Linked DNA regions of Mus musculus: region 1 is linked to region 2. Evidence: chromatin contacts called from public HiChIP or PLAC-seq data. All regions are on one chromosome and are shown on one strand. The core of a region is the stretch at or near the end of the contact, and the rest is flanking DNA. Distances in the headings are between cores, read along the strand shown.

Evidence for each region. HiChIP or PLAC-seq counts read pairs in DNA pulled down with a chosen protein or histone mark.
Region 1: an H3K4me3 HiChIP or PLAC-seq map of neural progenitor cells shows a contact between it and region 2, with 20 times the contacts expected there. The contact joins the promoter of Pcdh11x here to the enhancer-like site in region 2. A contact is called at or near these places in 2 of 39 promoter capture datasets (hippocampal neurons and liver) and 3 of 115 datasets of contacts at active chromatin or transcription factors (astrocytes, neural progenitor cells and stem cell-derived neural progenitor cells).

The regions. Positions count from the first base shown.
Region 1 is chrX:120,288,092-120,294,936 of GRCm38.p6, forward strand. It overlaps Pcdh11x (protocadherin 11 X-linked), which reads left to right and starts at 2,236. Exons shown (of 7, transcript NM_001271809.1): 1 at 2,236-2,560. It overlaps Gm30577 (a long non-coding RNA gene), which reads right to left and starts at 2,143. Exons shown (of 4, transcript XR_387050.3): 1 at 1,955-2,143.
Region 2 is chrX:118,592,398-118,598,809 of GRCm38.p6, forward strand. No RefSeq gene overlaps it. Among named protein-coding and RNA genes, the nearest start is that of Tgif2lx1, 110 kb to the left of the region's middle. Within about 2 kb of position 3,909, at least 8 of the 459 cell types and tissues checked have an H3K27ac peak or open chromatin away from gene starts, as enhancers often do. A contact at or near this core is called in neural progenitor cells, where this site is marked.

The DNA.
Region 1 (6,845 bases), core at 986-3,485, 1.7 Mb after region 2:
TGTTAACAACATAATTCTGTCATGATGATAGCTTTAATAACAGGTAATGACTATTTATCTCCCCTTACATCAAACTGAGATGGAAATCTTAAGAAAGCAATTGATTGATATCTACTACAGGTGTTATGAGGAATAATTGGTGCTTTGAAGGTATCACTGTGACATAGATTTGCCACACTATTTTAGATCAACCAGTGATTTTATTTTCATTGAGTTACTGCTATCCCTTATGAAAGTGTCACAGAACAGTTCAACATCCAAGAGGCAGAACAGTAACATTTGACAGCATCTGATTTCATCTCATACACATTTCCTTGCTCTGACAAAGAGAACAGAGGCCACTGCTAGATATTCTGAATAATGAAGTCAGAAATACAACAGGAATAAAATGTAATGCTAAAGTGTCTCCCTGGACCCATATAAGAAAATACGTCCTTGTGTTTTATTTCACGAAGACTGTACTGAACTGCCGTGTTGAGGTTTCTCTTCAGCAGTGGCTTCAGGTATAAGAAATAAAATACAACAAAAATGTTTGAGGAATTTAGAAAGCAAGACTTTAAATTAAAATTAAAAACTACAATTGGAAATTGGAAGGGGGTTAGGAAAAGAGAGTGGGGTTTAGTGGAGCAAAGATTCATAAAATTTTGCCCTCAAAGGAACTTTCTGTAAAAATTCTGTTTGTGAAAATCAGCCAGCAATAACTAGCAGATTATTTTTTTATACTCTGTTCCTTTGCAGATGCAACCTCTTATTCTATTTCCCCATCAGTGTACAAGATTAAAATCAAATGTACATCAAATTGAGATGGAAATCTTAAGGAAGTATTAACAGAATTCATTGATTTTAGTGTCTGAAAGCAGTGTACTTTTTCTTGTTTTATTTCAGAAAAAAAAAAAGCAAAACCAAAAACCGAAATCCAAAACCAAAACTCAGTTTTCCCTTTCAAAACTAAACTGAAGAACCAGAAATGTAAGGTTTTTTTACACATTAAGAAAAGAAAGTGAATTTTTTTCTAAAACACACATATTTTGTGCAGACTAATTTAGACAATTCACTTGTCTCATTTCCTGGCCTCTAGGTAAATATAAAGACATCCTCTTTGAAATTAGAACCAGAGAGGTCTGGGTGTTATTATGTTTTTGAGCCTATTCTATAGGTAGGGAATTAACTTCTGTTTCTTGTTATTCATGAGTTATCTGAGCCACACACCTGACACAGTGACCCTTGTTGCTTTAGTGCTCTCCAGAGACCTGACACCCTATGCCAGGCAGGCTTCACCATCTGAGATGCCAAGCTTATTGGCAAGCATTAGGGTTGCAGCTCCAGGCTGTGCTCTTCCTTGTCTGGTATCCTTTCCTGCTTTCAAACGGCATTGTTCACACAGTGACACCACCCCACCCCCTCAAAGGGTCACAGACATGATCTGTTTAATGATACCCTTAGTTTTGCTCTGGGATAGCCAAATGTCGTATTTCCTCCGCAGACACTCACTCCACCCTACACCACACAGGAGAATGTGTGTGGACAGGCAGCCAAGATTTCTGAGACCTCTCACAACTGGATATGGTATATTCAGAAACAGGCACTTGGCTCAAATTGCGGGTTCTCCTGGATCTTGCTCCTACTTCCTCTAGTGTGCCCTAAGTACCCTTTGTATAAGAAAATGGTGTTACTTGCTGTTAGTTCTCTAGCTGGAGTCAGCGGAGCTTGAGGAATCCTGAGAAAGGCACGCATACCAAGAAAAATCAAACTTCTGTAAGATGATGTAAACGAGTGAAACTTAAAGAGGAGAACTAAAGTGCAAGGAGAGGGGGGACCACCCGGGGGAGGAATGCTTGCCCTGCTTATTTTGTTCAGTTTGTTCCCCTAAGCATCCAGTCCCATAAAGGAGCGTGCAGGCAAAACGCTTTCTGCCTCCTTCTCTGGGCCACAAGATGTAACTTCCCAAGCTTACCTCAGTCTCGCCCCCGCACCGCTCCTGAGGTTCTTCATCCTCTGGGAGAGGCGGCCTCCTGAGCTGGAGTGGGAAGAGGGGTGCAGGGAGTGGGGACAAAAGGGGGGTACCCATCAGTTGGTGCTGCGCCATCCCCTCCCAGCAGGCGGCTAGGGCACTCGTTCACTCCTTTTCCCCCCCCCCCGCCTTCCACTCGCTCACCCCCCTTCTGTCCCCCTTCCCCCTCCTGTCTAGTCCCTCCCCCTCGCCATTGAAAAGGGCTGGCTTGGCAGTGGCTCCTTGCAGTCGACGAACTGTCAGGGCGGGAGTAGCTGTGAGCCAGAGCAGCCAGCAGCGGCCCGCGCAGCAAAGCGGAAAGCTAGGCTACCAGAGTGCAAGGAGTCTCAGTGGCAGAAGCTACTCAGGCGACACAGGCAGCCCAGCTAGCCCGGGCCGCCCGACCAGCCTCACAAACAGCCTCCAAGACAAACAGCTGCTCTGCGGACTGCGAGCTGTGGCGGTAGATCCCGCTACAGCAATCGCAGTCTCTGTGGAGCGGGCGGAAGCCTTTTTTTCTCCTTTTTCGTTCCCCTCTTCATACTACTCAAAGAGGAGTCTAAACAGTAGGTAAGTATCGGGTTCGGTTCGGGAGCTAAAGCCGCTGAGGCTGGGGACTCATGGCATGTCCTGCGCTTAGGACGCGGTGACTGCTTGCGCCTGGGATCTGGGCAGTTGACCATAGCATGCTTTTAGAGACCTACTGGTGCCCTCCCTTCCGGGTTCTGTTCCCTAGAGGTAAGAAAAAGAGCAAACCCGGGAGATGAGCTCCCAAAGAAAATCTTTTGACACTGCCTCCACTCGGTTTGGTTACTTTGCTAAAACTCTCACTTTTGTCAGAAAAGTGTCCGCGCATGAATTTCTCCGACATGGGTTGTGCAAAAAGGTCTTTCACTTTAATTGATTCTTCCAGCTTCAGCGAAGCTGAATGAAACTCTGATCTGGGAAAGTGCGGGGATGCAGAGTTGACGCCCCAGACCATTAGGGGAGACACCTGGAGCAAGTCCAGCTGAGGGGCAGTGTGCCTCAGCAGTGAATCCGCGGTGGACCCTGGAAGCTGGCCCAGCTGCGCTCCTCTCTGGGGTCTCCGATTTGAGTCCAGGTTTGATAGCGCAACCCGGTTGGGGAGCGACCCTTGCCGCAGGGCTTCGGAAAACTGTGCGCACAGCAGGGCGCCCAGCGTCTACTGGATTGGTCCTCCTGGTATGATCCCATTTCTTCCTGCCCTGGGACCTAGTGGATGTAGAGATGGTAGGTGTGAGAAATTCTGTCCCCCCTTTATAAATGCAACTTCGTATAAACCAGCAGCTGAAAATCAATATTCTTTTTTTTTTAATTTGGGGGGGGGGAGACTTACAAAGTCAAGCCCAACATAAAAGGGTTCCTCTATTCTCTAGAGAAATGACTCGGAATTCCTTAGCCAAAAGAACGCCCACCTATGTCATAAATACCTGGCGTTTTTCAAGAGAGAATCAAAAAGCAGTTCCCTCCACAAAGGAAGGATCTTCCTAGAGCTTGTAAAGAAAGGCCCCCTTTCCCCCCAAAAAATGTCTCTTGCTTAGAGCTTCATTGGAAAAGGTGACTTTAAAAAACGGCTACATTGCTTTAGAGACTTTGGAAGAGCGCAGCAACAGTATACCTCCAGTTGGAGACACTACTCTGTGAGCGCAGTCACAAAGCTACTAGTCCCTGGGGTGTCAATGTCCCAGAGTGCATGGCAGGATCCATTTCTGTGTCTCCCCCAAGGAAAGACTTTTTAGGGGTTGAGTGAAGATGGCCCCTTTGCTGCCTCTGATTTATTCCAGGCTCCACTAGGTTAGCTGCCTTTGCGGCTTGGGGTGTGGGGCACTGGGATGTGTGCTTGGAGTATGTGAGCGCGCGCCTCCAGGCGGGCACTCGCCTCTGCGAGCGGGGTGTCCTTCCAAAATGTCTCAGGGGGGCTGGGAGTCCAAACTTGCGCCATTGCGGCACCCACTAACAACGTAAATCAGGGAGAGCAGGGGGGTCTAGTACAAAAGAAAAAAATAATAAAGAAAATTAAAGGGTAACAGAAGCAAATGATGAAGGAAAAAAATTAAAAAAAAAAAAAAAACATAACGCTGTCCTTTCCCTTACTGTGAGGAAACTTTCCAAAGGCAGATTTATATCAGCTTGGGGGCTGTTTCTTTACAATGGACCCAGTGTGAAAAAAGTGTTTGAGAATCTAGGCCATGGGCAACGGGGCAAAAAAATAGGAGAGTAATGGGGACAGAGGACCCCTGAGTGTGGTACTAGCTCTGCAACCAGCAAACAACCTGAGGAGCAGGCAGATAATTCTGAACACAGCACAGTGTAACGCCAAAAAAGGGTGAAAATGCTAGGTGTCTTACTTGTCATTCAAAAAACAAAACAAAAAAAAAAAAAAAAAGGAAAGAAAGAGAAAAAGGAAGAGAAAAAGTGAGTAAAACAAGTGTGACTCAAGAGTGAATAAAGGAGTTGGGGAGATGCGCTGGTTGGCGCCTCTGCAACTTTGGAAGATGTGCACTTTTAATCACGTTTGAAACAAATTCACAAATTCCCACGGCCAAGGCTCTAGCCTCAGGGCTGTCTTTGCCTGTGTTTTTGTGCGGGGGGAAGCTTTTGAAAGCTTGGGAAAGTAACTGATAGTGTGTCCGTGTTTCACCTTTCTTGTCTTTGGTTCATCCGAGGCAGAACTGACAGTGTGCGGGCGGTTTTGAGAAAGAACCAGGAGATGAAGGAGCCAAGGTCTAAATCTACCTTTCTCCTGCTGCTAAATTAAGAACTGCCGCGCCCAGCTCAAGTCCCGGCGCCGCCGCCAGGGCGCTGAGTTCGCCAAGCGGCTCGCTAGAGCCTCAGAGAGCGAGCAGAGGGAACGCAGTTCGTGCTGGGGTCTTTTTCACGTGGGCCGCCCCTCCTTCTCTGGCAATGATGTCAGCTGCAGTGAGGGTCCGCCGGCTGGCAGGAGAGCGAGCGACTAGGACGGGTAGGGAGCGGAAGCAGGCCAACCTGAGGGGCGCGCTCCCCGTGCGCAGTCGCCCTACGTCCCTAGGCTCCTGCGCAGCTGACCCCCATCCCCCTCACCTCCCAAAGGCACCCTGATCCTCAAAAGGTACATCAAGGTGCCGCCTGCCCGCTGAGCTTTTGGAACTCGGCCTTGAGAACCGTGTGTGTGTGTGTGTGTGTGTGTGTGTGTGTGTGTGTGTGTGTGTGAGCGCGCGCGCGTGCGCGCGTGTGTGTTGCCCTCCCTCCTTTCAGCCTGGCTCTGTTCTTCCCAGTTTCCAGCTCTTGCCTTTTTTATTCACACTGAATTAAATCATCCAGTGTTAATGTACCGGGGTTGAAATCTCTGCGTGTCTTGCCCCACCCACCCCCTCCATGCTGCGTGATTAGTAAAGATGTAAGAATCACAAATCTTTACTCCCATTACCCATCCCCCACCGGCCAGTCTATGCAAGAAAGCAAGTTCTTGGGGGGTGATGCTTGGGGTTCTTTTCTTCAGGAGATGGGGTGGAAAGGGAAGGGGACAAAGGTGAATGCTCTGGATGAGGAGTCCCTTGTATGAAAAATACAAGACTGGAATTAAGAAGTCCAACACTGTGAGGTTTCTGGCAGCAGGCAAGGAGGAGTCGCGGTGTTTTTTATTCCAAGGCTATGGAGTCACTTCTGTAGACCAATGCACCAAATTGGGAAGTTTCCTGAATAGGTTTATTTTATTTTATTTTATTTGTTTGTTCTTCTTTTTACTAGACAGAAGCCACGTAGTTTCCCTTTATAAAGTGGTCCAGTCCTTTTTGAGGAACAACACCCCACTTTCCTGAAAGCAAAACCAATCCCTTTTCCCACTGAGTGTGAACAATTTATTCTTTAGCTACAAGAGAAGGAACCTAGTGAACACTTGGAGAAGGTTATGCAGGGCGAGAGGAAAAAGACACAAGCTGGGCATGTGGACACCAACTGAAGCCCTCAGCTGTCACATTCTTGAGGAAATTAGATTCGAGGGGATCACAACAAATTGCTTAGCTGCTGCATTTCCTTTGGCGGCAGAGGGGAATAGCACAGTAGCTTCCGTTTTGTAAATGTGGGTTTTCTATGCTCCCTTTTCTTCCCTTCCTTTTGACACAAAGCATTCTTTACATGATATACCACTCCCACAAACTTAAGAGCTGCTGTGCGTTTGAAATGCAGGAAGAAGGGAACTCAGATGAAGCATAAAACCACATTCCTTTTCTAGGGCTAAATCATTTGCTAAGAACCCACCCTCCCTTTATCACCCAAGCTCTGTTCTGATAGATGTCCTTAATGTTGGGTTTCTGCAGCTGGAAGGCCTAGCTGAGAGGACAGCAGGTTTCATATTATCCTTTCTCTTGGTTTTCAAAACTTCATGCAAAATAGAAATTCCTGATAATAAGCTTCCTGATTTTTGTTGGCAGGACGAAATCTGGTAAGGGACTTTAAAAGCAGAAAATTGTCTGGTTATTTGTTGTTGTTTGTTTGTTTAGTTGTTTTTTTTTCCTGTCTACGGGATCAGTCCACAATAGCTTTTGGACAGGATTTATAAGATTCTTGGGGGAGCACAGGAAGATATACAAACAAGGAAACTGTATACAAACCACTGGCTTTGAACTACACTCAGGAAATATGTATGGCTGCCACGTTTTCTATTAGTAGAAAAGGAAATTATGCAAGGGATGAAGACCTGAAAGCTAATTTCCTCCAATAATCTTGGTTTACATATTTGAAAGGAGGTGCCATCCATTTGTCCGCCAAAGAATCTATGAACATGAATTAGACAAAAATTGTACCAAAGTACCAGGCTCAAAATTTTTAATCCAAAGAGATTATGAATTATTTGGCA
Region 2 (6,412 bases), core at 2,659-5,158:
CGGATCTAATAAATCTGCTTTTAATATATTTTCATTATATCAGGTCTGTTCTTCTAATGAAACCAAACTGGTTGAATCTCTTTTATGATTTTGTGTATTTCTAAAGCTCTTAGCTCGCTGAAGTCATAATATCTTTCTCAATATTATGATCTTAGATGGTAACATAAATGTACTACATCAATGTTTTTAAATTAGTCATAGCTATTGTCAACCCCAAAATTGTAAGAAAGAAGCTGTATCCTAAACTAAACTGTCTTCAAAGCCTGTTAACTGATAAGAATTTAAATAATTATGGAGATATTGGAATAGTAAAGACTGAGTTCCTAATTAAAATTAATCTTAGGTTATGATTAGTCCTCTAAATAGCCATCCTTTACCTGTATTGTACCTAACATCATAAGTGTAGGAGATAAAACTACTGCAGTGTATTAACAAAATCATAGTTTCTAACAACCAAAAGGCTAAGAATTCCATTAGACAGCATCTGATTCTTACATATATGAAATTTCCTTTGTTTTTCTTTAACATGTCTATTTAATTTTTCAACAATATATTGTTTTAATTGTAATTATCTAGTGTATTATCTCTTTTATTAGTTTATCTGTTTATTCACTTTATATCCTGAGTGCAGTCCACTGCCCTTCTCTCCTTCAAGTCCCACCCTCCCACCCTCCTCTCTCTATTCCACCTTCATGGGTCCCAACCTATCTTGGCACATAAAGTCACAGTAGGAGTAGGGGCATCCTCTCCCACTGAGGCCAGACAATGCAGCCTAGCTAGGAGAAAGTGATTCAAAGTCAGAGACAGCCTCTGCTGCAATTGTTAGGTGATCCACATTAAGATCAAACTGCATGTTGTCCTGTACTTATGTTTAGGATTTCTGGGTCCAGCCTATGCATACACTTTGGTTTATGATTAAGTCTCCATGAGCCCCTATGGGCCCAGGATAGCTGACCTTGTGAGCCATTTTGTGCTGTCATTGACCCCTCTGGCTACTAGAATCTATCTTCTCACTCTTCCACAAGACTGCACAAGCTTCACCTAATGTTTTGCTATGGGTCCTTGTATCTGTTTCCATCAGATGCTGAAGTCTCTCAGTAGAGAGTTATACTAGATTCCAGTCTGCAAGCACATCAGATTATCATTATAATGTCAAGAATATCCAAGATATAATTTGCAAAACACATGAAACTCAAGAAGAAGGAAGACCAAAGTATGGGTCCTTCTTAGAATGTGGATCCTTCTTTGAATGGGGAAAAAAATACCCATGGAAAGAGTTACAGAGACAAAGTTTAGAGCTGAGATGGAAGGAAGGACCATCCAGAGACTGCCCCAGCAGGGGATCCATCACATATACAACCATCAAACCCAGACACTATTCCATATGCCAGCATGATTTTGTTGACAGGACCCTGACATAGCTCTCACTTGTGAGACTATGCCAATGCCTGGCAAATACAGAAGTAGATGCTCACAGTCATCTATTGGATGGAATATAAGGCCCCTAATGAAGGAGCTAGAGAAAGTACCCAAGGAGCTAAAGGGGTCTGCAACCCTATAGGAGGAACAACAATATGAACTAACCAGTATCCCCCAGAGTTGTGTCTCTAGTTGCATACGTAGCAGAGGATGGCCCAGTTGGCCATCAATGGGAGGAGAGGACCTTGGTATTGTGAACATCATATGCCCCAGTACAGGGGAATGCCAGGGCCAGGAAGCAGAAGTGGGTGGGTTGGGGAGCAGGATGGGGGGAGGGTATAGGGGGCTTTGGGGATAGCATTTGAAATGTAAATGAAGAAAATATCTAGTAAAAAAATGCCTTAAAACGGAAAAAAAAGTTTGCTCTTTCCCATGGGATAGACCTCAATTTGGGCCAGTCATTGCTTGGCCATTCCTTCAATCTCTGTTCTCTGCTACATCTTTATCCTTACACATATTGTAGGCAGGACAAATTTTGGGTCAAAGATCTTGTAAGGGGGTTGGTGTCATCTTCCCTCCACTGGAAGTCCAACCTGAGTATAAGAAATAGACAATTCACCAAAATTTTTTGAGGAAAAAAAAAAAGCCTTGGTTTATATAGCTTTATTTGTTCTATTGCTTTAAAAACTTCATAAAACTTCTTCCACGTGGTACATAGAATTTGAGTAAATTTTAATTGGGGTTCCTGGGCAAGAGGAATACATGAGTAACTTCTATATTATAAACTCTAAATTTGATATTATAGCAGTAACATTATAGGATATTTAGAGCTTACAAATATAGAAGTCATTCAAATATTTATTTGTTCATTTAGTTGATAATTTCTGATTGACACAAATATACTCTTCAGTATATTTTTGTGCCACATTTGAATGACAGTACCCAGAGAAGACAAATTCATCATGCCTGAAGAGCAATGGTCAATCATGGAAATAATTACCTGAACTTTGCTGGTTGCAGAGGTCAGAAAATGTATAAATCAAGGCATTTTTTAAAGTATACTAGGAGGAACCTCAGGTGCTATAACAGAGCAGGTAAAACTGTTACTGGCTTTTACATGAGACCTTATCACATTCTTAGTTTGGGGCTTGGAACAAGTAGGAGTGCAGCTGTCTAAGTAACAAATTTCCATAAGTTTTAAGTTACACAAAGAAATGGACAACGAGAAGCATCCCAAAATACTTTAGTCCAAGATCTGCCACCTTCTAGCTGTTTAAAAATATATAAAGCTTCAAACATTCTGTCAGTCCTTTAGAATCCATAATGCAATTGTGTCTACATATTTGGATGTAGGTTGAGAGTGGGTTTCTTAAGATGTTTAGTTCCCACCATTATATATTCATCCAAACATTTTATTTTATTACAAGAACCTTCTTCACTTCCTCCCATTTTCTCATGCAGAAATCTACAAACCGGATTCTTAAATATCCTCTTATTTAAAACTGATCAGATTATTTCCAAGTTTTTGGTGGGCAATATTTATATTTCAAAGCATAAATATATTATAAGATGAACAAAGGACAGAAAGAGCTATCTATCTCTGTGCCAGTAAGCACAGCAATTTCTGTTATTAAGACATCAGGGGCTTTTTGAAATAAGGCTACGTCTTATTCATCTGTTTTCTAATGAAATATCTTTTTTGTGAGAAAGTAACACATAAACAGAAGTATTTCATTAAGTTAACATTAAAAGCGAAAGAAAACCTCAAAAATGTTGTTAATGAATTGAACCAATTAGTGACTGAAATCAGTGAAATTCATTCAATTCAGTAAAGAATGAAGGCTCCTAAAGAGCCAAGGCACAAACACTGTGTCTAGCTTCATACTCAGAGCGGGTACAGAGAAAGAGGATTAATTTATGCTTTTCTTAGATGGATTAAAGTCATTTGGCACAAATTGTAAAGTTTCTTTCTTCTCCTTTTTTCTTGAACATAGTCCTATTTACTATCAAACTCTCAGGCTGGGAAGTAAAGAGGGGAAGTAGCTAGAAGAGGGAATAATTCATACATTATTTCTGTCTTTGGTGTAAATATCCTGTGCACCTGCAGCTCCAAGACAGTTATGGAAATAGAAGTGCTTAGAAATTCAAAGCAAGTTCGCAAAGTGCATGTTTTACCATGCAAATCGTGTACTTCACACACCTGTATAGAGTTAAGCAAAATGGTTTATTTAGGAAAATATCTTAATTTCCCACCTTTGTACATTTTGCCATTGTGAATGAATGACAAAAATCACATTTGGTCAATCTGAAGTGTATTTCATAATACTGCTCTACTCTGCTTTTTGTGAGATTTGAGTGTTGCAGAATGAATTAAAGGGTAACAGACACAAAAGAACTGTGCCTTAATGAGAATTCACAGAGAGCAGTATTCAGCCATTTGCACTTTGGTTCATGAATAACAAGTGACCATTCATGCTGCTAAGTAAGCAAACTAGCCACAAAGGTGAGAAAAGACAGTGATTTAGGAGAACTGCAGTAAGCAGGGGTTCTTTCTAACCTCAGGGTGCTTTTCATTTGCTTAATGGTTTAGCACAGGACCTGACTATACAAGTGTTAGCAAATCAACACCTTTTCTTTACAGTATCCCTTAACAGGGATACTCAGTAGAGTCAGACTTATAAGGTGGTAAGCTTTTCAGTACCCAATTGATGAGAGCTTGTTGCGGGAGCCCAACAGGGTTTGCTTCTAGTTTTTTCCAGTATGAATATGATTTTTTTTTATGTAGAACTGTTACAAATGCTTTCAAGAAGCACCCCAATATAAAATGTGAGTAATAGACAAGACTTTTACTTCACACTTCACAAGACTCTTTTATTTTCTGTGATATGTGCCAAGACTTTCATATAGGTGATCAAAACATGCATTCATTTTTGTTCCTTTTATACAAACACTTTTGATTGTGCACTTATTTGGGGCAATTTCCTGGGCTAGGAGTAAGTATCCCCAATGGAAATGGTATTTAAAGTAAAACACCAAAGAAATGACTTAAGGTAAGCTGAAAATAAAGAAAAAAAAATTGACACAGAAAACAAAACAAAACAAAACAAAACAGAGAACACATAGTAAGAGTAAAGCTTCATCTTATTGTGTAAGGCAGATTTGTTGCATTAATACTATAAGAAAAGGATGAGAGATGTAAATGAGATGATGTCTAAAGTGCAGGAGCACAGATAGCATGTGTCTTAAATGAAAGCATGAACTGGTAGAGTATTGATATAACTGTTAGTGTGGACAGAAAAATGATGCACACTTTTCTCTGGAAATTTACGATAGCAGTGATAGTGGTTAGCAACTTTTAAAAATAAAGAAAACCAAGCAGTCTTCATTATGGTGAACAGACTTGTAATGGTTTTCTTTGAGTTTGCAGTCAGCAAGAAATTGTGGACTAGTGCCATCAGTTATTAAGTTTGGCATAATTTACGCTTCTACCCATAATTATGAGAACAGAAATTGGGGGATAGATTTAGTCAAAGGTAAACAAGATGAATGAAGAGAATTTTAGGACTCAAGTATCTATCTCTAATAGAACAGACAGGCATAAGACTTTGTAGAAAAGAAATGAATTACAGTGACACAGAAGGCTGAAGGCACATACATTGGGCTATGTCTCTTCAAAGCACAAGCACTGTTCCTGTCGTTCTACCACTAATCTGGATCGTGGTTCCCTTGATATATAGCTTTATGTCAGCTTGAAACAAGCTAGTTTGAAAGGAAGATGCCGGAATTCAGAAAACACCTATGTAAAACTAGGTCCCAGGAACTATCATACCTGTCTTTGATTTGGGAGTGAGGATTTGTAGATGACTGAAATATGGAAAAGCATCTACTTTCTTTCTCTAAGTTGTAGTCTAGGTATATGAGATAAGGAAATCAACTGAGACTTTTTTTTTTTGCCTGAGACTCTGGGCTTGAAGGTTTCTAAAAAGCCTTCTGTGTCCTCTCTATACTTCTCTTCAGTGCATTTACAAATTGAAACAGGATGATTTGTGAATATTTTTGTCTCAATTCCAATAGATTTGCACTCGGAGCTTCATCTCACAATGTTGGTAACTTTAGTCCATGTTATTTGACATGTATATCCACTCTGTGGGTTAATATAATTTGTGTGACCAGCATCAGAAGTAGGCAGAAGAAAACATCTTTTATATTCAGAACAAGATAGATCTTCCTTTTCTGGGGCACAGACAACAAGCTTAGAAGGAAGGTGTAGATGATTTCCAACCCATTTGTTGATTTTTTAAAAATCCTGTACTTGTTGGATGCTTTATGTGTTAGGCTTTAGGACACAGAACAAGGAAATGCTTTATAGTAAGTGGCAGGGAACAAGAATTCCTCCCTCCTTCAGTGGGTTGATATGTTTTATGATCTCTTCCTTGGCCTAAAAGATCATGGAGTATTATTTGATGCATTCCAGTATTGTAGAATTTAATGATAGTGTGGCTAGTGTGCTAAGACAGCTGAGATCCTATCAACCTAAACATGAGCATATATTGCTCTTAGTTCCTGCACATAGCCTGAGGATTGCTCTTATTTTGCTTGGTTGAGTGTTCCTGTTAGTGGTACAGCTTAGATAGAGGACAGTTATCCGGAATATTGGTAGGAGCTTGGCCTGAATCTAGAGCTTGGATAGTCAGGTTCCCAAAAAGACTGTGGCTCTGAAGTTTTGGGTTTGGGCACACTGGTATAAGCAGAAATGAATGAGTGCTTGTGGTTTTTGTTTTGTTTTGTTTTGTTTTGTTTTGTTTTGTTTTGTTTTGTTTTCTTTTCTTTTCTTTTCTTTTCTTTTCTTTTCTTTTCTTTTCTTTTGTTCTAGGTATATAATCCAGAAAGTTGTCCATAGGAAGTAGATAATTGGATTGTTGCTCCTTGGATTGTTGTTTTTCTGGTGTCCAAGGGTTTCTCTCAAGACAGAGTGAGCTGAATCAGTGTCTAT